6 separate regions of the Mus musculus genome follow, and regions 1, 2, 3, 5 and 6 are each linked to region 4. The links are chromatin contacts, called in public HiChIP or PLAC-seq and Micro-C maps. All regions are on one chromosome and are shown on one strand. Each heading gives the region's core, a stretch centred on a gene start, on an enhancer-like site or on the middle of the called end of the contact. The rest is flanking DNA. Distances are from core to core; before and after follow the strand shown. Region 1 holds the start of Ikzf1 (IKAROS family zinc finger 1). Region 2 holds the start of 1700042O10Rik (RIKEN cDNA 1700042O10 gene). Region 3 overlaps Ddc (dopa decarboxylase). Region 4 holds the start of Cobl (cordon-bleu WH2 repeat). Region 5 holds the start of Fignl1 (fidgetin-like 1). Region 6 overlaps Grb10 (growth factor receptor bound protein 10).

What was found. Hi-C and Micro-C count contacts between places; a contact is called where the count stands out from the background. HiChIP or PLAC-seq counts read pairs in DNA pulled down with a chosen protein or histone mark.
Region 1: a contact with region 4 is called in a Micro-C map of embryonic stem cells, with 2.7 times the contacts expected there. The contact joins the promoter of Ikzf1 here to the promoter of Cobl in region 4. A contact is called at or near these places in 1 of 39 promoter capture datasets (cranial neural crest) and 1 of 484 Hi-C or Micro-C datasets (embryonic stem cells).
Region 2: a contact with region 4 is called in an H3K4me3 HiChIP or PLAC-seq map of embryonic stem cells, with 10 times the contacts expected there. The contact joins the promoter of 1700042O10Rik here to the promoter of Cobl in region 4. A contact is called at or near these places in 3 of 39 promoter capture datasets (embryonic stem cells and hippocampal neurons), 2 of 484 Hi-C or Micro-C datasets (both in embryonic stem cells) and 7 of 115 datasets of contacts at active chromatin or transcription factors (all in embryonic stem cells).
Region 3: a contact with region 4 is called in an H3K4me3 HiChIP or PLAC-seq map of forebrain, with 5 times the contacts expected there. The contact joins the enhancer-like site here to the promoter of Cobl in region 4. A contact is called at or near these places in 7 of 39 promoter capture datasets (embryonic stem cells, liver and stem cell-derived epiblast-like cells), 1 of 484 Hi-C or Micro-C datasets (myocytes), 8 of 115 datasets of contacts at active chromatin or transcription factors (embryonic stem cells and forebrain) and 1 of 9 other capture datasets (embryonic stem cells).
Region 5: a contact with region 4 is called in an H3K27ac HiChIP or PLAC-seq map of embryonic stem cells, with 3 times the contacts expected there. The contact joins the promoter of Fignl1 here to the promoter of Cobl in region 4. A contact is called at or near these places in 11 of 39 promoter capture datasets (the 3T3-L1 cell line, cranial neural crest, embryonic stem cells and 4 more), 8 of 484 Hi-C or Micro-C datasets (adipose-derived mesenchymal stem cells, embryonic stem cells, muscle stem cells and 1 more), 11 of 115 datasets of contacts at active chromatin or transcription factors (astrocytes, embryonic stem cells, epiblast stem cells and 1 more) and 1 of 9 other capture datasets (embryonic stem cells).
Region 6: an H3K27ac HiChIP or PLAC-seq map of embryonic stem cells shows a contact between it and region 4, with 5 times the contacts expected there. The contact joins the enhancer-like site here to the promoter of Cobl in region 4. A contact is called at or near these places in 4 of 39 promoter capture datasets (hippocampal neurons, liver and stem cell-derived epiblast-like cells) and 7 of 115 datasets of contacts at active chromatin or transcription factors (embryonic stem cells and pancreatic cancer cells).

Annotation. Positions count from the first base shown.
Region 1 is chr11:11,684,144-11,687,491 of GRCm38.p6, reverse strand. Ikzf1 (IKAROS family zinc finger 1) reads right to left here and starts at 1,567. Exons shown (of 8, transcript NM_001025597.2): 1 at 1,024-1,567. Gm11999 (predicted gene 11999) reads left to right here and starts at 1,857. Exons shown (of 4, transcript NR_166812.1): 1 at 1,857-2,202.
Region 2 is chr11:11,866,590-11,870,255 of GRCm38.p6, reverse strand. 1700042O10Rik (RIKEN cDNA 1700042O10 gene) reads right to left here and starts at 2,133. Exons shown (of 4, transcript NR_045178.1): 1 at 2,057-2,133. All of the region lies in intron 4 of Ddc (dopa decarboxylase), which reads left to right.
Region 3 is chr11:11,842,606-11,845,955 of GRCm38.p6, reverse strand. All of the region lies in intron 7 of Ddc (dopa decarboxylase), which reads left to right. Gm51937 (a long non-coding RNA gene) reads right to left here. Exons shown (of 2, transcript XR_003949848.1): 2 at 141-3,350. Among named protein-coding and RNA genes, the nearest start is that of Gm51937, 7.9 kb to the right of the region's middle. Within about 2 kb of position 1,460, at least 83 of the 459 cell types and tissues checked have an H3K27ac peak or open chromatin away from gene starts, as enhancers often do. A contact at or near this core is called in forebrain and myocytes, where this site is marked.
Region 4 is chr11:12,463,639-12,466,958 of GRCm38.p6, reverse strand. It overlaps Cobl (cordon-bleu WH2 repeat), which reads left to right and starts at 1,999. Exons shown (of 15, transcript NM_172496.3): 1 at 1,999-2,277. The coding sequence starts at 2,237.
Region 5 is chr11:11,807,371-11,810,764 of GRCm38.p6, reverse strand. It overlaps Fignl1 (fidgetin-like 1), which reads left to right and starts at 1,803. Exons shown (of 3, transcript NM_021891.3): 1 at 1,803-1,870.
Region 6 is chr11:11,941,061-11,944,831 of GRCm38.p6, reverse strand. Grb10 (growth factor receptor bound protein 10) reads left to right here. Exons shown (of 17, transcript NM_010345.4): 10 at 1-16; 11 at 852-950. Among named protein-coding and RNA genes, the nearest start is that of Ddc, 45 kb to the right of the region's middle. Within about 2 kb of position 2,066, at least 45 of the 459 cell types and tissues checked have an H3K27ac peak or open chromatin away from gene starts, as enhancers often do. A contact at or near this core is called in embryonic stem cells and liver, where this site is marked.

The DNA of each region.
Region 1 (3,348 bases), core at 318-2,817, 780 kb after region 4:
TCTCAATTCAGAACCCCAAACGAACCAATTCTTAAAAGCATTTCAATGTCTATGAAAAAATATTTTATATATATATATATATATATATATATATATATATACATACATATATTATACGTTTTCGACATTAAAAAAAAAAATTCTTCTACAGGTAGGTTGGACCAGTAAAGGGCTATTTCCCTAACACCAGTTTGGTTCTGTAAGTTTAAAACAAGGCAGCTCAAAGATGAAATAGGTTGTCTGCAGCAGGGAGAGAAATTACGTGTGGGTTACTTGAGCAAAATAGCACATTAAAATTCAATCTGGGTGGGCTCCTGCCCGAAAGAAAACAGAAAATATTTCTGGCTCAGACCTTTTGAATTGATGCCCCTTTGGGTCACCAGATGCCATATCCTGCACTTCCAAATTAGAAGGAAATCGAAGGCTCATAAGATACCTTGGGAATCACCAGTGATGCTTAGCAATTTTAAAAAGCACATTTCAAATAATGTGCAAGCGTCCTGATGCCTATTTGATAACAGGGTCTCCTTGCGATAGTCTCATGACCTGTGATCAGACAGTGCGATGAGAAAAAGTATGTGTTTCAATACTCAGATCATTTTTGTTTTGCACAAAGCAAACTCAGACAGGATCTTATCAGTAAAGCAAATAGCTCTCGCATCGAAAATAAGGAAAGTCTTTACTCATGAGTTTGAAAACGCTGGCTTCCGTAATCTCGATAGATATGTCGATATAAACCTAAACATAAAAGCAGGACATTCTCTTCGTGGGACCCCGGGCTACTCAGAAGTGCCTCAACTGGCCTGGTCTGCACCTGCAGCCCCAGCCTAAAAAGGCAGAGGCTTTGACCTAAGTCAACGCTCTCACAGTCCTCAGAAAGAAAAAGATAGACGTGAGCGACACGGACACTATGGATTTCGAATGACTTTCCTTTCTTTCCTATTCCTAATTGAAAAAAACAAAAACAAAAATCCACCAGTTATCCCAAGTTTTTCTACTGAAATTTAATTCGAAAACACTCACGTGGATTTGTGCGCCGCGCTTTGGGGGCCAAGAATGATCCTGGGGCGCGAAGAGCAGCCGGGGATCTGGGGGCTCCTGCACCCCGCGGGACCTACCGGGTCTCCGGCAGCCGCGGCCGAGCGTCCCGGGATGGGCTGTACTGCGCCGGGCTGCCCCTGTCCCCGGCCCGGGCGCGGCCGCGCAGGCACTTGTTAGAGTGCCCTGCTAAGTTGGCTGCGGAGCAATTCCCAGCTTTCTTTCACAATGACTTCCTCAAGTTGCTCACTCGCATTGTTCCCCATTTCTCGCCACACTCCCCGCCCCCCGCGGGCTCCGACCCGGCTCCGAGCCCCTGGCAGCCCGGCTGTCCCGCACGACAGCGCCGCCCCGCTGCCGGGGCACCTGGCCCGGGCTCACCGCGCCGCCACCTGCGGCAGCCCGGAGCGCGCGCCCCTCGCCCCGCACCGTGCAAACTTTGGGTTGGCGCTTGCGACTCGCCTCCCGCTCGGCTTGTCCCACAGCCCACCCGGCCTGCGCGCACGGCACGCGGCTTCGGGACCCTGACGGGGACACTGAGCGGGTCAGAGGGAGGCACCCTCCCGTCCCGCGCCCGCCCTCGGGTCCCGCCTTCAGACGGCAACTCCGCGACCCGCCGGGCCGCGCACACAAAGTTTGCAGCCGCACGGGGCTCGGGCCCGGCCGCCGAGGGTAGCCGGGCGGCGGCGGGCACCGGCCGTACCTGCTGGCGCCGCCGGCGGCTGCAGCCCGCTCGCCCGCGCCGGGCCCGCTCGGCGCGCCGCCGCCACCCCCGCGCGCAGCGCGCCCGGGCCCTCCCCTTGGCGCCAAGCTTCCTCATTCCAGCGCAGCATCACGCCGCTGCCCCGCGCGGGATGCGGCGGCCCGCGCTTTGCCCGCGGGCCGGTCCGGCTCAACCGCGCCACTGCGGGACCCGCGCTCGACCCGCAGGGGTGCGGCACGTGCGGGGCCGGCGGGGAGGGGGAGGGGCCTCCCTGCCGCAGCGCCACGCGCGGGACAGCCGGGACAGCCGGGCGGTCGGGACACAGGCTCACTCGCCCAGTCGGGGAACACGGGACACTGTAAGGCACTTTCCCCGGTGTCTAAGAGCAACCGCTGCAAGCGCACAGCCGAGTCCCTGAAACTGGGACCCGTGGGCTCCCACGTTCGGGCTCAGACCCCAAGGTACTGATGCCCACCCTAGGGGGTGGGAAAAGTTGATCCTGTGCGAGTGAGGAGAAGGTGCAGTTCATTTTCCCAGACAACCAATGGAATACCTCTCGCGTCTCTTCCCTCCCACCTGCTCACAGAAGAAGTTAGGATGGCGCCTTCCATCCCGGCCTGTGTGCACACGCCAGCGTGGAAGGGGTCTATGGACAGAGGTGGGAGCAAGGCAATCCTACACCATGCTCCACGGCGCCGCAGACCTCTCCCTGGCGTGTCAGGCACGGAGTGCCTGCGTAGAGACAGGACTGCAGCCTCTGATGGTGCTCACACTCTACAAAGAGCCCATCGTCTTTCTGATTAGCTGGGCCACACCCGAAGGGGGCCAGACAGGCGTTAACCCTGAGCACAGAGGGAGAATCTTTAATTCCATACACACTGCCTGGTGTCCCTGCCTGGGTAGGGTGGGGGTGGCGGTGGCCTTGCCTCACCACTTTTCAAAACCACTTAGAAAGGCACAAAATAAAACTCTGGAGTACCCTTGAGAGGAGTGCAGGCAGCTATAGTGTTTGGGAGGAAGGCTCTGGGCCTCAAAGGGATAGGTTGTGCTGGTGGAAAGGAAGACACAGGCTTCCCAGGTGGCAGGAGGAGTGAGCCACAGGGACAGGCAGAAAATGTGACTCCAGGGCAGCTGAGCGTGGTCGGGGACACAGCTGTCCAGATAGTTGTGGCCTGGCTGCCATAACAGGACCCATGCACCTCGATGACATGCTTGGCCTCTACTATTCTTGAGAGAAGGCCTTTCAACACATAAAGTTTTCTTGGACGGTTTAGGCAACATCTACCAGTTTGTTTTTGGAGATGTGCCACGGTACAGAGATCCTAAGCCAAGTCAACTTATGGGTCAAGCCCAGGGAGGCCAGACTTGTAAACTGCCCTCTGGTCTTACTTCAAGCTCTCCCTTTTCCTTTGTGATCTTTTTTGTGTGTTCCAAACTCTGGCTGTCTTCCTTGTGTCTAGGAGTTGCCTGTAGAGGATTTGCTGAGGCTGTAACCATAAACTGCAAGGTGCAAGGTGATCGAGGCTAGACTGGTGGTAAGGAAGGGATCTTGGACATCTCCAGTTCTTAGATGCTCAAGCACCCTTAGACATCAGACATCCCTTGAA
Region 2 (3,666 bases), core at 884-3,383, 600 kb after region 4:
ATCTTGGCTGAGATTTTAGCTTTGTTAAACCCTGCTACCTCATGAACAATACAGCTTTCTATCTACCTTGGGATATTTCCTCTTTTCTATGTTAGTGAGGAGGCCATTTCAACCCTTTTCAGGGGCTTGAGTTTCCATAGACTCAGTACCATTTTCTTAAGCTCTCTCTCTAAGCTCGCTCTCTCTCTCTCTCTCTCTCTCTCTCTCTCTGAATAGCTTCTTTTCCCCCCCTCTTTTCAGTCATTTTCTCCTCTATATTTTCGGTGAATTGCTCATGGTTTTCTGTGTATCACTGTAATTTTCCACATTGCCAATTTACTATCTCCCATGTCAATTTTGATTACACTTTCTTACTTTTAAAAATGATTGTGCCCTCTGTATTTATGGATAATGGGCACTCACTGTAAAATGGGAAAATGCAGTAACTATTTTAGAGCATAATTCTCTCTAGTCTTAGTCTAGTATCTCTGTATGTGTGGTTACATAAATTGAGATGATTCAATACATATATACAATGTTTTCTTATATTTTCACTGTTTAAATACTTTAATTTCTTTTTTTTTTTTTTTTGGTTTTAGACCAGGCTGGCCTCGAACTCAGAAATCCTCCTGCCTCTGCCTCCCGAGTGCTGGGATTAAAGGCGTGTGCCACCACGCCCGGCAATACTTTAATTTCTTACTACTATTACTGCTGTGTGTGTACACGGTAGGTGTGCACGGATACTCATGCCATGACTCTCACAGGGAGGTCACTTTGTGAAGTGAGCTCTTTCTTTATACCTTCTTGTGGGTCACCAGACTTAAAGGATAATCTCTCTTCCTATTCAGCCATCTCACTGGCCCTCGGCTGTTTTAAACTTTTTCTTAATTTATTTTTTCAGTTAGTAAACAAAGCAACGGGCTTCATCATAGCACTTTCACACACACATGTGAAATGTTTTTCACAAATATTTTATTCTTATCTACCTTCTTTCTCCAGCGCTCTCCCTCACACTTCTTGTTACTCTGTATTGGTCCTCCCCGTGCCCCGTCTTGTCCAAATATTTTTTTGAGAATATTATTGCTGTACAATTTTTAGGATGTACTACAATTTATGTAAATAACACATAAAATATTCATGCCATATTACACTTTTCAGTCCTGTGAGTAAGAATTCAGAGGACAGCCTTTAGGACAAGAGGCAACTGTCTTCCATCAGCTTCCTCCCCATGGCACATAAGTGCGCCACCAAGACCAGAATAGCACCACAGGAGAGAGCACTTTTGGGTCGCTTGTCATACGGTGAAAACAATTTCATTTTCGAGTCTTTATATCCAAAGACGAATCTTCTAGTTTTGGTACTTCTCAAAGAATTTTACAAGTAACAAAATTTATTGAATAACTATTACAAAACCGACTGTGTTCTAGCCTATTTATTGTGCTTTATATAATCAATTTTCATCCTCAAAATACTTATGAGGATTAGTTGCATTATCAACCTTAGTTTTCATAGCAAAGAGATTGAGGCTCAGACAAGTTCAGTGGCAGAAACTAAAGGCAGTGTGTAAAGCCGGTGTTAAGTATTATCACCAGCTTGCCCAGGCTCTCTGCGTGGGATAGAGTCTGGAGGTTTGAATGCTACCATTGGGTTAAACCACCTTTTCAGCGAAGACAATCTCATTTTGAGAAGTCCCAGCCTTAGGTTAGGACTAATTCTGGCATCTCTCAGCCCAGGCTTCAACAAAGCCCTGGTGAGCTCAACCCACTTAGTTTGGGTTAGTAGAAAGCAGACTTCCTTGTGTTTACTGCAGGGAGCTGGCTGGCCCTTTTCAGCTCATGAGGCTGATTGACTGTAATTTGTGAGGCCTTAAAGAGCACTGAGCCCAGTGACAGCCCGCAAGGCAGTCTGCCTTATCGATCCCCTCAGAGCTGTAATCACAGCTTAGCATCCGCGCAGCAGTGGGTGTCTGAGCCCAACGGCACACCATCATTGTGAGGCCGGACAAATGAGACCTGCAAAATGGGTCTCTTAATTGGGTTTGAAAGCTCTTGTAGAAGAAAAGCTGCCAATTTCTTACCCTGTGTGAGGTGACATTTGTAAAACCTAGAAGATGAAAGGACCTTTCGGCTCAGGGCATCAGCAGCCCTGAGCATCGACTCTCCAAAAGGTCCCTCCCACCTCAGAGCAGGCTCGCCATGGCAACCTTTGTCTGCCTGAAGCAAAGGCATTGGCGAGCCACACAAAGACGTGGGGGTAAACCGGTTCCAGGTAAACGAAGGAGCAAGTGTGTGGGCTTAGCTCGGTTGCAGCTCGGGGCTGTTCAACCCCCAAGTTTCTCAGTTTCTCAGCCACGAAGCACAATAATCAGCGTGGGCTCTTCACCTCTCTCTCTCTCTCTCTCTCTCTCTCTCTCTCCCTCCCTCCCTCCCTCCCTCCCTCCCTCCCTCCCTCCCTCCCTCCCTCTCTCTCTCTCTCTCTCTCACACACACACACACACACACACACACACACACACACACACACACACACAACTTTCTTGGTATAAAAGAAAGAAATTTCTGTCAGAATATGGAGAGCACCCTTCAAGTCCATAATGAGCTACTCAGAATAATAAAGGTGTCCAGGGCTCCGAAGAGAGGGCAGACAGAGTCTCACTATTTAGCCCTAGCTGTTCTGGAACTCGCTATGTAGATCAGGCTGGCCTCAAACGTTGAGATCAGCCTAACTCTGTCCCCTTCTGAGTGCAGGGATTAAAAGTGTGTGCTACTACAACCACAATCCACGTTTTGTTTTGTTTTGTTTTGTTTTGTTTTTTGAGACAGGGTTACTGTGTGAAACAGAGCCCTGGCTGTCCTGATCTTACTTTGTAGACCAGGTAGGCCTCGAACTCACAGAGATTCTCCTGCCTCTGCCTCTGCCTCCGCCTCCGCCTCTGCCTCCTGAGTGCTAGGATTAAAGACATGTACCACCACACCATGCTCCCACAATCTACTTTTTGTTTGTTTGTTTGTTTTGTTTTGTTTTGTTTTGTTTTTTGTTTTTTTGAGACAGGGTTTCTCTGTATAGCCCTGGCTGTCTTGGAACTCACTTTGTAGACCTGGCTGGTCTCGAACTCAGAAATCCGCCTGCCTCTGCCTCCCAAGTGCTGGGATTAAAGGCATGTACCACCACGCCCGGCCACAATCTACTTCTTAATAGACAGACCTTGAAAAACAGAATGTGGCCAGAGTGTCTGAAATAAGCAAGCCAGGAGAGAAAAACAATGGGATGCACAGGGGAAGTGGGAGACGCAGCGTCTGTTTTCACAGACTTGAATTTCCTGAAATGGCTGCCAGTCTTGTCGGCCTTCTTTAACGTGGTCTGAAACTATGCAGGACGACTGTTGGAAGTACAGCCCAGAAGGAAATGTGTGAGTCACTCAGATGCTGAGTGAAGACCATGGTCTGTTTATCTGAATTCATGCATTACAGCTACAGAAATAGGAATATGTGTACCTAGCTTGAAAGCTCACCCCACTCCTCAGGGAGTAGGACTTGATTCAAAAAAAAAAAGGTAAAAGCAGTAGATGGGAAAAATCAAAGTGGGAGATTGTGATTGATGAAGGGGGCAAAATATTAATAAGAAAAATTTTCACCTCTACACAATTCACTGTATATTTATCTGGAAAACTTCATGTCTTAAAAACTT
Region 3 (3,350 bases), core at 211-2,710, 620 kb after region 4:
CCAGAAAATGTTGATGCATGTCTTTAATCCCAGCACTTGAAAAGCAGAGGCAGGCGGATTTCTGAGTTTGAGGTCAGCCTGGTCTACAGAGTGAGTCCCAGGACAGTCAGAGTTGTGTTTCAAAAGAAACAAAGGAAAGATAGACAGGCATAATTTATTGTGCTGTGCTATGCAGTGTGACATTTTCAGTGAGGGTAAACACCAGTTAGAATGCCATGTGTTACTTCTGAGATGTGTACAAGCAAAACAAAGCTTTCCCAATGACTGCCTTGTGGAATGATAAATTTCTCAGACATGCCCATCAGTAAGGAGCACATAGCTGTTCATATTGATTTAGCAAATCAATGCTTTCAAGCTAAACTTCTACAAAGAACACTCAGTTTCAGATAATTTCCTGGGCCTCATGCTTGCCTCCTTCCTCCCTAGATGAGGACATTTTGTCTTTCTCATCGAGACTAGAATTCTGTTTTAGCTGCAAAATGAAGAAATGCCTGTGTTTCCAAAGTTTCACCTTTGATGCGAGCTCTGGGAACTCAGCAGGCCTTGGAACTGTTTCTAAGGCACCAAGGATATATCAGCCCATGAAACTCACCCTTCTCTGTTCCTCAGGGATGTAAAGGCTCGGGTGGAGCTGTCCCTAGCAAGCTCTCTGACCTCAGCCCTTCGACTTGTGCCAGACATCACGCCACCTGCTTGGCATTTGGCTTCATTGTCACTTCGTGTGGGCCAAGCACGTTTCCCACCTCTCCTAACCCCTGATTTACTTGTGGTCTCTTCTTCGGAAAGACTTCTTCTCCCTTGGGTCATTGTTCCCTGGCCAGCAGGAGACAATGGTGGATGTGGGGGCTGGCCATGACCTTAAGCGGCAGGGAAGCTTAGAGCTTACAGCTGCATGTCTTAAATTCTGACCTTCATTTTCCCCTATCAAAAAATTGGAAAGAAAAACGGTTCTCATAATGGTAAAACAGTATTTCCTTCACAGTGCAGCTCAGGGGAGTTCTTGCAGACAATAGGCTGTAGGAAAGGCATGTACTGCGTGTAGTACATGCTTGTACTGCCAGGACCGTGAGGCTAATCACCAACCGTGAGAAGTGGGGTGGACACAGCCTTGCCATTCACTCAGGATTTGGCTCCACCTGTTATGAGCTATGGCACAGCTGTGATTATTACTGGCTAACGGCAGCCACACACAGCAGGCTGAGAACACACTGAACTAGCTGGCCATCCGCAGTATGGCTGTACTGTGGGCCTCGTTAGCTGCAGACCTTCACAAGCTCAGCCAAGCAAGTCGAAGTCCTCTGACTCAGATGTCAGGCCAAGGACTGAATGTCCTGGCCAACAGCCGGCTGATGTCATTCCCCAGGGCTATCAGATTTAAAGCACCGAAGTCTTCTGCCAGATAGAGACTACACGGCTGCTATCCCTGAACTCAATCTGGCTCCCCACAGGAGCAGGAAGATGACAGCCAGCAGGTGGCCCCTGCCATTAATGCTCACAGTGCTGGATGAGCACAGCTCAGGCTGCCCTGCTGTCCTGCAGCTCCCTCTGGCAGGCGGTTCGGGTGCTGTGGGCAGAGCCCGATATGCACTTTGCAGTTTGAGTTCAAACCCAGGGATTGCTCTTAGGACAGTGTTGGGGGTGCTAACAGGCCAACACCTACCCCTTTCATGCATGGCCAGTGTTCATCAGGGCAATAATACTAACTGGTGGTAGCGTCTTATAGTTAAGCCTTTGTAACCCACCGTCTCTAAGCCAATGCCTTTTGTTTGCTGGGGGTGGAAGGCGATCAGCGTTTATTAAAGAGAGAATAAGTTATAGCAGATGGATAGGTGGCAGCCTTAGGTACACACATGGGGACACTGAGGAAGGGGAATAGGTATACTATGGCCTGCCACAGCTTCATCCCAAGGGACAGAGGGGCTTGCAAGGAGGTTGTACGCCATGGTTACCCTGGCCTGACTTCTGCATAATGAGGCATCCTTTTAGAAAATAGATTGTAGTAGCAACAGGAGGCCAATGGCTTTAGAAGCAAAAGGTGGTGGGTGTGGCCTCAGTGGTAATGTGCCTGACATATGTAACTCCCTATATCTGGCTGTTGTGTGTTCATGCTACATCCACATAACTCCTACATGTGTATGTGTGCTGGAGAGCCTGGATGATGGGGCTGGTCTTAGCCAAGCATGTAAGATGCAGAACACAGAGGCATTGTCAGTACTGTCTCCCTTCCCCTTAGGACCAGGAGAAGCCCATACAGAAGCTTCTAAGGAGCATTTGTGAGTTCTTTCTTGTTGGAGTTTGGAGTTGATCCAAGTTGCAGACTTCTCAAGGCGGTCCTTGCGACTGAGTACCCTTGTTTAGACACTAGCTACAACCTGAGGACTCTTCAAACTCCTTTAGACCCCATAAGCTGCTAAAGACTCTAAAACTTACTGAGAACTGTCTCACAGGGATGGTTGAAGATTAGAGATTAAAATCAGCCAAGGAGACACACAGGACAGTCTTGAAGTGTGAGCACACACAGCTTCTGGTGAACTCTGAGGAGTCACAAGGGCATGAAACACTCTAGCCGTATATAATATATAACTATATGCTCTGAGTAACGACATTCCCCTAGAAGGCAAGGCTCTCTAACCTTTTGCTGCTTGTTTTTGTGTAGACTTGGTCCTACTCAGACCCTCCTGGAAGCCCAACTAGAACCTTTAGAGATCAACTCCCCCAGAAGTGAAAATTGCCTGGTGTCTCCATCACTAATCATAGTATCAGACTGTCTGGGGCCAAAGCTCCAGGAAAAAAGAGGTCTATAGGTCATCTCTCAAGAGCAGAGGTTAGATTTTGCACGTAAACTTGATTCATCGTATAGAATATTTTCCTACCTACTGAACCAGGTTTATGGGTGACACATTCTAGAGTGGCTTTAGCTGTTCCCCACTTAGTTGTTGAGACTCAGAGTGAAATGTCTTTCATCTAGGTGCTAAGAAACAAGCTCTGAGATACCTAGGGGTGCAGCCAAGTGGCCTGTTTTCTTTTCAAAAATCATGCCCTTCTCTCAAGGATGGAGGATATGGGATAAGCAACAGAAGGGTGTGAGAGAAAAAAGAAGCCTAAATAGCCTTCTAGACCCTAGTTTCCCATGCCAAGGTATGAGGGTTTCTTGTGGTTGACCCACGAAAACTCTCCATCTTGTTTTGTCTCACCCCTTCATCTGATATCCTGAACGGAACATAAACAACGGCATCTAAGGAGCTATGTTAGAGGACTTCAGCCGAAAAAGCAAATTCTATAAATAGAGGTCTATGTGGAACCCAAGCAGCACCCATGGAAAACATGACATCATCTTGTTTCAGTCCATT
Region 4 (3,320 bases), core at 750-3,249:
TATTTACACAGCAAGCAGAGGTCTTGGGTGCTTAGACCCTCCTGCTGGTATGAAGCCTAATCTTGCCTTTTGCTTCACTGTGATAACTCTTCTCAGTTTGTGCCACCCACTCCATTTCCCTTTTGGGTTTCTCAGACTGTGGTGTTTAGTGGCTTCTGTAGACTTGGAGGTTGTCCAGGCCCAGCACTGCCAGGGCCTTTTTCCTAGGACAGAAATCAGAAGCTCAGCCTGGAGGTGGGCAGTGCCATCCTCTCGTGATTTTTCTGTGGTATTCTGTCTCTGACAACCAACTATCTGCCATGCTCATGATTTCTGGCTTCTCTGTACCCACTGTTACTTCTCACTGGGGTCCAGGCCCCTAGTTCCTGGCCTACCGGCCCCTCCCAGGTTACCCTTTCCCAAAGTAGTGTCCAGAGCATAGAGAGATCTTACAGATTCCAGGAAAGACCTTCCGATAGCCAGACCCAGAGCTTGGGAGAGGCCTAGAAACTCAATTCATTCAATGTTCCCTTTATGTAGTGAGCCCTGATTCACCCTCATTCACTGTCTTAAAGGCTAAGAGTAATGAAAAACACCAGACAAGGCTCACTCTACACTGAGTCACATTTTCGGGGAAGAGACCCATTCCAAACACATAAAGGTAAACATATTCAATATGACATGTATATCTACATGTATTTATACCTCTTGCATGCGTAATTAATACACTCAGTTTATATAAATATAAAAGCATGTAAGCATTTTGATTATAAACAGACATATAAAGCGCGCACACACACACACACACACACACACACACAGAAGATAAAGTGATATGCTTCCATGAGGAATATCAAGACAATCGGCAAGAGTATCAAACAAAACTCAAGACAGTGGACAAGAAGCAGATGGGAGTTGAGAGTGGGGATGTCCTTTGCGACAAAGAGGTCAGAAAAGAGCTCCCTGAGGAGCAGGTATCTGAGCAGAGCCTGCAGGATACACATTGCAGATCCCAGAAGCCCTCGGGTGGGGAAATGCTCTGAGTATTGTGTTCAAAAGGAAGCCAGGCTCTGCTGTAGGTATGAAGTGGTTCACCTGCTTTGAGTGGGCACTGTGGCTGGAGCAAAGAAGGCTACTGCAGGACTTGTATTTTGTACACTGGTCTCCCCTCTTTCCTTAAACAGAAAGTTGGGGTTCAGAGGAAGAAAAGCTTAGGCAAGCTTCTGGATACAGAGTTCAGTCACAGAATTTTGCCTCTTACTGGCATTTTATTCCAATCCTGAGAACCTAGTACAACTGCTGTATTTGAAGGGCGGAACTTCATAGCAATCAGGTTCTTTTCCTGTTCCCCTAAGGTCAATTAGCAGGCTGGAGAAGGGAAGCTTAGTGGTGCTGGGTCCTCAGGTTGACTTGCAGTGAGGCCTCAGCACCTGCTGCCTCTGCTGGTATTTTTGCTCACCACTCAACATGGGAATCACAGGGCTGGGGCCACAGTAGCATTCATTACTATCCAGGCAATTAGGCTGGCAAGCAGAAGCATGCATCCAAACAGGTGCAGTTCTTGTTGGCACTGGATGTCCACACTCCAGCCTCACTGCTTTCTGATTTCTCAGAAAAAGGTGTGCCCCTTTACCCCAAGCTGCGTCCCTCTCCAGTTTCCTATGCTGCACACCAAGGACCTCATTTTGGACCACTCTCCCCTCCCCTTACAGTAGATCTCTAGTTCTAACAAAGGTTCTTTTAGGTTCTGGGGCAGAAACTGAGGCGCTAGACCGTCTATTTTTCTCTCTTCCTTCAAGTCGGTTCTCGCAGCCTAGTCGGCCCGCCTCGCCCCGCGCAGCCACAGGTGGCCAGGTATTTGCCCGCTTAGTTCCTCCAGCCGGCTGGGCAGGTGACTCGGTGCCCACCGCGGGGCGCGCGCCCCGCCCAGGTGTGCTCCGGCGGGCAGCGGGGGCGCGCGGAGAGGCGGGCGCTGGGGAGCGGCGCGCGGGCACGGGGCGGCGCCGCGGTGGGCGCGGCTGAGCCAGTTTGGCGGGGGGCGGCGCACCTTGCTCCCGCGCCCGGGGTAGCCGCGTCCGTCTCTCTCCGCACGCCCCCGCCCGCCCGGACGCCCCAGGTCGCTTCCGTCCTCTCGGCACGGCCGCTGTCCTCGCTAGCCCCGCGTGGGAGGACGATGGGTCAGCGCGGAAAAAGTGAATGAGGACGGCGGCGCCGCAGCCAGCGCCCCAGTCGGCCGGCAGAGCAACCCGCCGGCTCCATGGACGCGCCGCGTGCACTGGCGGCCAAGCCCCCCACAGGGTAAGCGGGCCCACGAGGGCGGGCGTGGCTCTTCCCGAGGTGTTGAGGACTTGGGGCGCCTGGGTCGTTGCTCCGGTAACCGTGGCAGGCCTTGCTCGGGAACACTTTCTGCGAGAGGTGCTGCTGTGAAAGCCCTTGTGTATGTTTGTGTATGTGTGTGTTGGGGGGTGGGTGGGTGGAGGGAGTGCTGTCCCTCCGTGCAGAACCCCAGCTCTGAGCTGCCTTCAGCCCCTTGCAATAGTGGCAATTACGGGCGGAGGGGGACAAGGAAAATCCAGGCCTGAAACTCCAGCTGAGTCTGTCTGGTCCCATACACAGGTTCCTCCAGCCACTCCTCGCAGGCCCTGTGGCCCGCTGCTCCCTACCTCAATGACAAGGGGGTACTTGGTCTGTTGGGACCCATGTAGCCAGGAGATCTGGGGAGGTGTGTGGGGAAGGGACTTCATGAACACTCTTCTGCCCAAGCCTTTGTGCTGGGATCTCCCTTGTGTCTGAAGAGGTGAGGACCTTCTTCATCGGACCTGTAAAGCAGAGCTGTCAATCCTGTCTTCAGGATCCTCTAGTGCCTCAACCCTTTTAGTTTCTTTTTGCTGTCTCCACACCTTGCGGACAGAGATTCCCTGTCACACTGAGGATTTTACTTGCCCAAGAGAAACTTGCCTAACACAGGTCAAATAGACTTGCCCTTTAACCCCAACTCCCCGAATCGTGCCCCTCCGTGCCCATCTCTGCCAGGACAGTTGACAACCCTTGCAGACTTGGTAGATTTCAGAGAGCGCCGTGGGGCTGGCTTTTGACCTCTTCTTTCTGGAGCAAATGTGTTATGAGTGTTGCGAATGGAATGAGTTGGGGTGGGTCCGCACCTGCTCCCGAAATGGCCCACTTTCCACTTGAGCAGCTGGATTTTCTAAGGCGGCACTGGGGACAACAAATCTCTTTTCTTTAGCAGTTATGTCCCACTGACTCACCCGATCCCTTGCCCACTGACTTTGTTGCCCAAGTGTTTATAAAAGCCGTCTAAACCAGTTCTTTATTCTTAAAAT
Region 5 (3,394 bases), core at 554-3,053, 660 kb after region 4:
GCCCGGCCAAACACAGTTTTATAAACACTTATTATTGTGTGTTTGTGGGGAAAGGACATGTGCCTAGAAGTCAAAGGACAACTGTGTGGAGTTGTTTTGAATCCTTCCACTTTTTCGTGGGTTCTGGAAGCCACACTAAGGCCACCAAGGTTGCACAGGAAATAAATACCTTTACCTGAGACATCTTGCTAGCTTACAAACACAATTTTTCTGGCAGAGGATGCATATTATTTGGGATCATTTTATTTTCTCTGATCAAAACAAATTAGCCAGCTGAACTGTAACAAGCATTGTCTGAGATTATGGTTATAAACTCATAAATACATAAACAAGAAGAAGCTCTCCCACCAAGGACCAGTTCTGTCTGCTTAGGTGGCAATTTCTTTCTTGCAGGTCCAATAACTTCTGACCATGAAAATAGAGTCTATCAAAAGCAGTTTGTGTTCTCGGTCAGCAAGTTTACTACTTGCATAGCTTAAGCCTTAAACTCTTCCACAGTAGACACTGGGTTGTGAGCCTAACAAAGCCAATTTAAAAAAGACGGACGCCAGAGAATAATGTTGCTTTTTGCAGGATTCCTGGTCTTATAAAAAAATAATTAAAACAAAACAAAACCCAGACTCAGTAGGAAACCGAAAGGCAATTTTGAATTTAGGGGAAAAATAAGACAAGCTAGACATGTTGGCAGCCTCTGGAGGAGGCAGACGGATAAGGGGAAAAGAGACCATGCTTTTGGAGTTAAAGGTCAGAAAGGCAGGCAGGCTCAACAATGCAGGCCTGGGAATGGCTGCATGGGTAAGGAAGGTCTTCAGCCTGATTAAAAATGCCCAGAGCCGTAGAGCAAGCAGGGTTAGGAGTGTTGGTCAGTATTTGAAGGAGATAGGATGAATAAAAGAAAAGTACAGTTTTCCCAGTGAAAACAGGCAGGCTTAGCGATGAGGGTTGTAGACAAAGAAACCAAAAAAAAAAAAAAAAAAACCACCCAACAACCCAGCACAGCCCCCCTCCTCTCCCCTCTCTGACAATCAGCTCCCGACTGCTTGGAGCCTGACCCAATGGCTTGTTATGCCTATACAAACAATTAAGAACCTAACCCTTGGTGACCTCTCCCCAAATTGCAAGCCGTCTTGGTTGGTAATAGAGAGGTGGGGGTGGGGTGAGGTGGGGCCCAAAGCTATGAGGGGAAAGTTCCCTCGGTGACTCCAGGACTGTCCATGTTTTAGCTACCTACGATTAGTTTTTTTAAAAAAAAAAAAAAAAAAAAGCTCTTCAGTTCTTACTGGACCCCTGCCAGCTACTACTTCGGTAATCTCGGTATTCCGTCTAATGCTGGCTGTAGCCTTTGCTAAACCTTCCTGTATTCGAGTCTCACTATTTGATAGCTGCTGCTGAACTGGTTAAGGCCGGAGGGCGCCGGGGCGGGCAGGCTCTGGAGTGGCGGCCCGGAGGCTACACCTCCCCTTCCCCCTCCCGGGCCGCTTTCGCCCTCCCAGGGGACTCGTGCTCTCTACACTCCTGAGCTTTCTTTCCTCTCTCACTGCCTCTGCCTAGGTGCCTTTGCAGCACCTAGCTCGGCAAAAAGAACATATTAAGGCTGCAGTGAACGGGAAGCCAAGGGTTTGCTTAGATTTATCGCCACCGCGCGGGCTAAATCTCCCTCATAGAGCGCGGGCCGGAAACCCAAATTCCCGCGTTAAGGCCTGGGCGGTGACCTCAGGCCTTCCGAGACTCCGCCCTCACGCTGCGTGCAGCGCGCGCTCAGCCGCCCTTACTCTACACGCATGCGCAACGCGGGCCGAGCCGTCACTTCGCGCAGGCGCACTTCGAAAGGCGCGCTTTTCGGTGGCTGCGGTCCCGGCAGGGAGCACAGGTGGGCCCCGGTAGGCTGCTGTTCGCCGCTAAGCCGGCGGGCGGAGGCTGTGGTTGCCATGCCGGGTGTACTTTGGTTTTGTTTTCTTCTGTCCGTTCTTGGCCTCGGGTTGTCGGAGAGGGTGGCCTTGGGAAGCCCGCGGCCAGACGGCGGCTGGGGCTGAGGGACGCCGTTGGGCGTGACGGTTTGGGGTCAGTCAGCCACAGCTACCCCCCGCTAGGACTGCTGGGAATGCTGTAGCTGGTTTGCCACCTAAATGTACTCATTTTGAGTTTCGTGCTTTCGGCAATACTAACACAGGTGAATTTTCTCCGAAAATCAGAAATGCTCCAGCATCTGAACTTGACGCCTAAAATAACATCCTCATCATGAAACTTTTTTTTTTTTTTTAAATTCATTCCTGCTCAGAAAATAGTATCTACAGTTAACCGTCTGGTTATGTAGCTAATGTATATTTTAAGTATACGTGAGTTGTATTTAGAATGGAGTCCCCTACCTGATGTATGTGTCAATACCTAGAAATCAGACACACTCCTGACCCCGAGCAGTTGGACTAAAGATACTTTTCAGTTGTGATAACTGGTTCCAGGCCATACGCAGTCGCTACGGCCTGAGGGGGGAACCTTCCAAAGGGAAGAAATAATAATTCATAATCTATCATATTTCTAAGTTCTGGGGACCCTATAATGCAACAACCTGTCAGCTAAATAATGGTGCACGCTGTTTCTCCCCAGGTGACGACATAGCTTAAGAGATATTCTCAGAGTCACTGCTGAAAGAACAGATTATGTATTCAGAATTCAGGGCCTGGGAAATGGCTTAGTGGGTCAAAGCTGCCGAACCTGAGGACCTGAATCCCTAAGAACTGTCCTGGTAAAAAGAGAAAATTCAGTTCCTGCAAGTTGCTCTCAGACTTCCCCAATTTATTACAATTAATTAAAACTTTTATGTCCAGTGTCTAAAGCTAGGTCTTACAGCTTCAGATCCTGTGTTCTAAATTCCTATGCTACTTTGCCACTAGTAAACTAGAGTTCTGTAAAGTTCAAAAATGATGTCTGGAATATAGTAGGCCCTCCAGTTTTTAATCATTTTAGTGGATACCATGAACTACGTACTAAAGAAAATCTAAATACAATGAGAAGTAGTTCTTGTTTGCAGAAGCTTCCTGTCTAGTTTGAATGACCAAAACATTCTTAATCAGAAAATTAACAAAGTAAAGAAAATTGAAATGTAACTCGGTTGCCCATACTTTATAGATTTCTATCAAGCACAAAGGTTAAAATGACTTAGAAGTGTTAGATAATACGGTCAGTACTTGTGTCATTGAGCAACAGACTGTTTTGGGTTGTATGTAGTTGTGGGATATGACTGACTGGAAAGGAAGGAAAACTTGGTCGATAACTTCTAAATACAAAGATGGTGGTGGAAGAGGACAGTTTTTGGAGAATGACTAGAATAGGTGATTTTAGGTGATAGACTGAAATGAAGCTATAAAGATAATTATAATCATTGCGAACCTTTGTG
Region 6 (3,771 bases), core at 817-3,316, 520 kb after region 4:
TGGGATGTGCATCAAGGTACTTGAGCTGGGACTGGGAGTTGTGCAGAGGAGTTTTCTCCTGGCCAGTATCTATTTGGTTGTAGATCCTTCTACTCTAAACAGAAACCTTTTTTTTTTTTTTCTTTTTCACACTGGCCTCATTGTGTGCTTATGATTTGATGTGGGTTGTTTTGTTGTTGTTGCTGTTGTTGTTGTTCTTTTTAAATAGCCCCGGAACACTAAAAGGCCTCAGTGACTTAAGGCCAGGTAGCCATTAGCCTCCTGCACCAGCTACAGCTTTTACCTGGTCATAATAAGGAGAGGCAGAAGCTGGTTAAGAAGGGGAAGGAGGGAACTCCTGACCTGACATCTGATTGTTTGCAACTACTGAGTGTACTGTCTGTGTGTCATGAGGGTTGACCACAATACTCCCTACCCACTATGTGTATTTATGAGAACACTGACACATTGATAGAGATGTATGCCTATAGTCAGAACACACAGATGTCAATGTGTACATAGGTACAAGCAATGCATGCTTGCACATACATGCACATACACCACAGCCAAGATCATGTTAATTTTCCTCTTGGTGAGATTGTGGCAGTGTTGATCATAGTGGTGACTACTGTCTCCTGAACTCCTATTTATGACCTGTTATCTTTTTATAGTCACTGTCATTTACTGAATCTTCATGGATACCTGGGAGGTGGTAGCTAGATCAGCTTCCTTGCCTTTGCACAGATAACCAGTGACTAGTTGTATTTGGATCTCACCGTGGTGGCCTGCTTCTGAGGCTTGAGGACAGCCTTCTCTCACATGAGTGTATGAGTTCGCACTGTTTCACTGGTCGCTTTCTGTTTCTCCTGTAGCCAAACAAAGCGAAGACCGAGATGAAGGAGCTTCGTCTGCTCTGTGCCGAAGATGAGCAGATCCGTACTTGCTGGATGACTGCCTTCAGACTGCTCAAGGTAGAGGACTCAAGGCTGCAGTTGGCTGCACCACATGCAGAGCAAGCAGCTGGATGTGGGTCTATCCTGACACAAAAATCCTATGGCATTTCTACCAAATGTGATTTATCAATTGTAGTTGTATATTCTTCATATCTAAGATCTCAGAAAGGGTAGAACCAGGTTTTCCAACTTGAGCAATATCAAGTATTGATGGAAACCGATTCTTTTTTGGCTAAAGACGGAGCTCTGTGCATTGTAGGTCTCTCCTACAAGATGCCCCCAATCAGTGGAGACAGTCAAAAATGCCTCTAGATGTTTCCAAATGTCCTCTAACATCAAAGGGTAAGAAATTTCCCCTTCAGTAGACAACTCTCAGTTCTAAGCCTGTTCAAAGTCTGTCATCAGACTGGCAGGGTATAAGCCAGCCGTGAAAGGAATACTTTGAATGTGTTAAAATAATGAGATTTCTAGGTGTGGTACGCATGCCTAGAGTCCCAGCAGTTAGAGGGAAGAAGACTGTTGAGTTTCAGGCCAGCTCAGACTTTACACAGAAACCCTTTCTTTAAAAAAGAAAAGTAAGAATAAATACAAAGTTGATCAATGTTCTAGAAAAACGATTAGTTAAAAAATAAGTATATAACAATATTAGGATGTCCTTCATTTTTGTGTAGGAGAAAAGCATTGCTGTACTGAGTGGTACAGATTTACTTAGTGGACAAAGCAGGACGTAGGGTCAGATTTTGTTCTTCGCCATTTCTTGGACACAGGACTGTACTAGAGGGTTAGAAAGTTGTAACAGTTACCTACTTCTCCTATTCTCCCTCCTTTTCTGAAAGTTTCTTAAACTGATGTAAAAATTCCCCCCACAAAAATGTCTTGCTGAGTCAGCAAAAGAGCCTGTCATTGTGGTTGCTTTGGTTTTAAATTACCTACCCTGAAAAGGCAATTAGGTTCATGTTCTGCAAGACAGCAGACCACCAAGAGGCATGAGGAGCCTCCTCTGCAAAAGCACTTTGACAGTAGGACCAGCATGTTGGAAACAAAGAAGAAATTCAGGGCAGTGCTCTGAAGCAGCTAAATGCAGGGATCAAAGTCCTCTCAGCAGTGAGAAGGTTATGTAGAACAAAAGACTGCACTGGGTGTAAAGAGGTCAGAGAAGCCTTGCCCTGCCTAGCCCGCCCAACACGAAAACTGCTAGGGAGAGTGCAGACTAAGAACCACAGAATGACTTGGGTAGCTTAGTGTCCTCTGCCTCTCCTTAAGAGATCTCCCCTGGGGTGCAAGCACTTTTTCCCAGGTTCCACGAAGGCAGTCTCAGCTGCTGAAAGGAGGTGTCTCTTGTCCATGGCAAACATAAAAGATAAGGCTGGTAGGATGAATTGGACTTCAAGCCACTTGTGCTCATAGGGAAAGTACAGCTTTGCAGTCCTTCAGTCTGAGCTGACGGCTCCTTACCTAAAGGTTAAAATATCCTTTGTTTTATAACTTATTGGGACCAAGTGGAAGGTTTCAGGTAATTTTTGTGCATACATGGTAGTTATCTTAATTTGGTAAATCAGTTGTGCAAACCTTATGCAGCTGGAGGTTTTCCCCTCCCCCAAAGGTATTTCTTTGTCATATCTAAAATGTAAGCATTGTGGGTTTAGGCCTTTCCTTGCATTTTTTCCCCCAAAAGAGGCCAATGCTAGTGTTTTTCAAAGATTTTTATAGCAGAATTTTTCCCCATTTCAGGGCAGAATCTGTAACTGCCCAATATAACAAGCAAATAAAAGGCCTTTTTTTTTAAATGTGACGTATTAGAGTATTATAAATTAGGAGGCATCTCCAGTCTCATTGGCTTGTAACAGCAAAGACTTACTTCTTACCCTTGGCCTGCTAGGACTTGGCAAGGAAAGTAGCTACATACTGGGTTTCCATGACCTGAAGAAGGGATAAGACTACCGTCTCACAGCCCCTGTTAAATGTTCAAGCCTATAATGACTTTTGCCACTTCTGAACTGGGAACATGAGCCATCTAATCCCAGGGCCAGTGGAATGGTTGAGCATAGTTGTACTTCATAGATTGCTTCTGGTCAACATCTATGCTAAATAGGGTATGCCTCCCATGAGATTACAGTTCCCTTCTGTTTAAGAACTCTCTTGAAATTTGTCTTGCATTCCTGGAGTTGAGGTGCATTCTCTGAAGCACTCTTTGACCGGGATTCTAAACCTTTTGTTACCCTTGCATAAAGCAGTAAACTTGCCTACCACCTCACTTAAGAACCCATGTGTCTCACTGAGTTAGTAAGGAAAAATCTGTCCCTTTATTCAAGGTTTTGGGTCTTCCAGGGTTAATGGGTAGAATGGAAGCTAGGTAATAAAGGAAATCTGTCAATGCACAATAGATTCACAAAGCAAATGGATTCCTTTCATTAGATCCCCAAACTCAACCCCATTTGTAATGTTAAACTCCTGTGAACTTTATTGATGTGCTTATGGTTCTTTATTATGTTAATTTATTAATTAGTTTCCTTAGGGGAATGTGTGTGGTCATGTGTATGGAGGTCAGAGGACAACTTGGGGTAGTCTTCTCCTTCACCATGTGGGTTCTGGGGACCAGATTCAGGCTTGGTGACAAGTACCTTTACTCTCGAAGGCGTCTCGCCAGCCCAGAAAGATATTTCTTAACACGGCAAGTTCTGAATGTGGAGACATGGCTGTTGTCTCTTTACACAAAGAAACAAAACAGTCCACTGTCACCTTAATCCTCGGCTGTTTGGGAGAGTCACATTTAGTTTGATGTGAATAGGAAGTGAAAGGCTACATGGCAATGAAGCAGGAAACATTGTTAGGGCACACA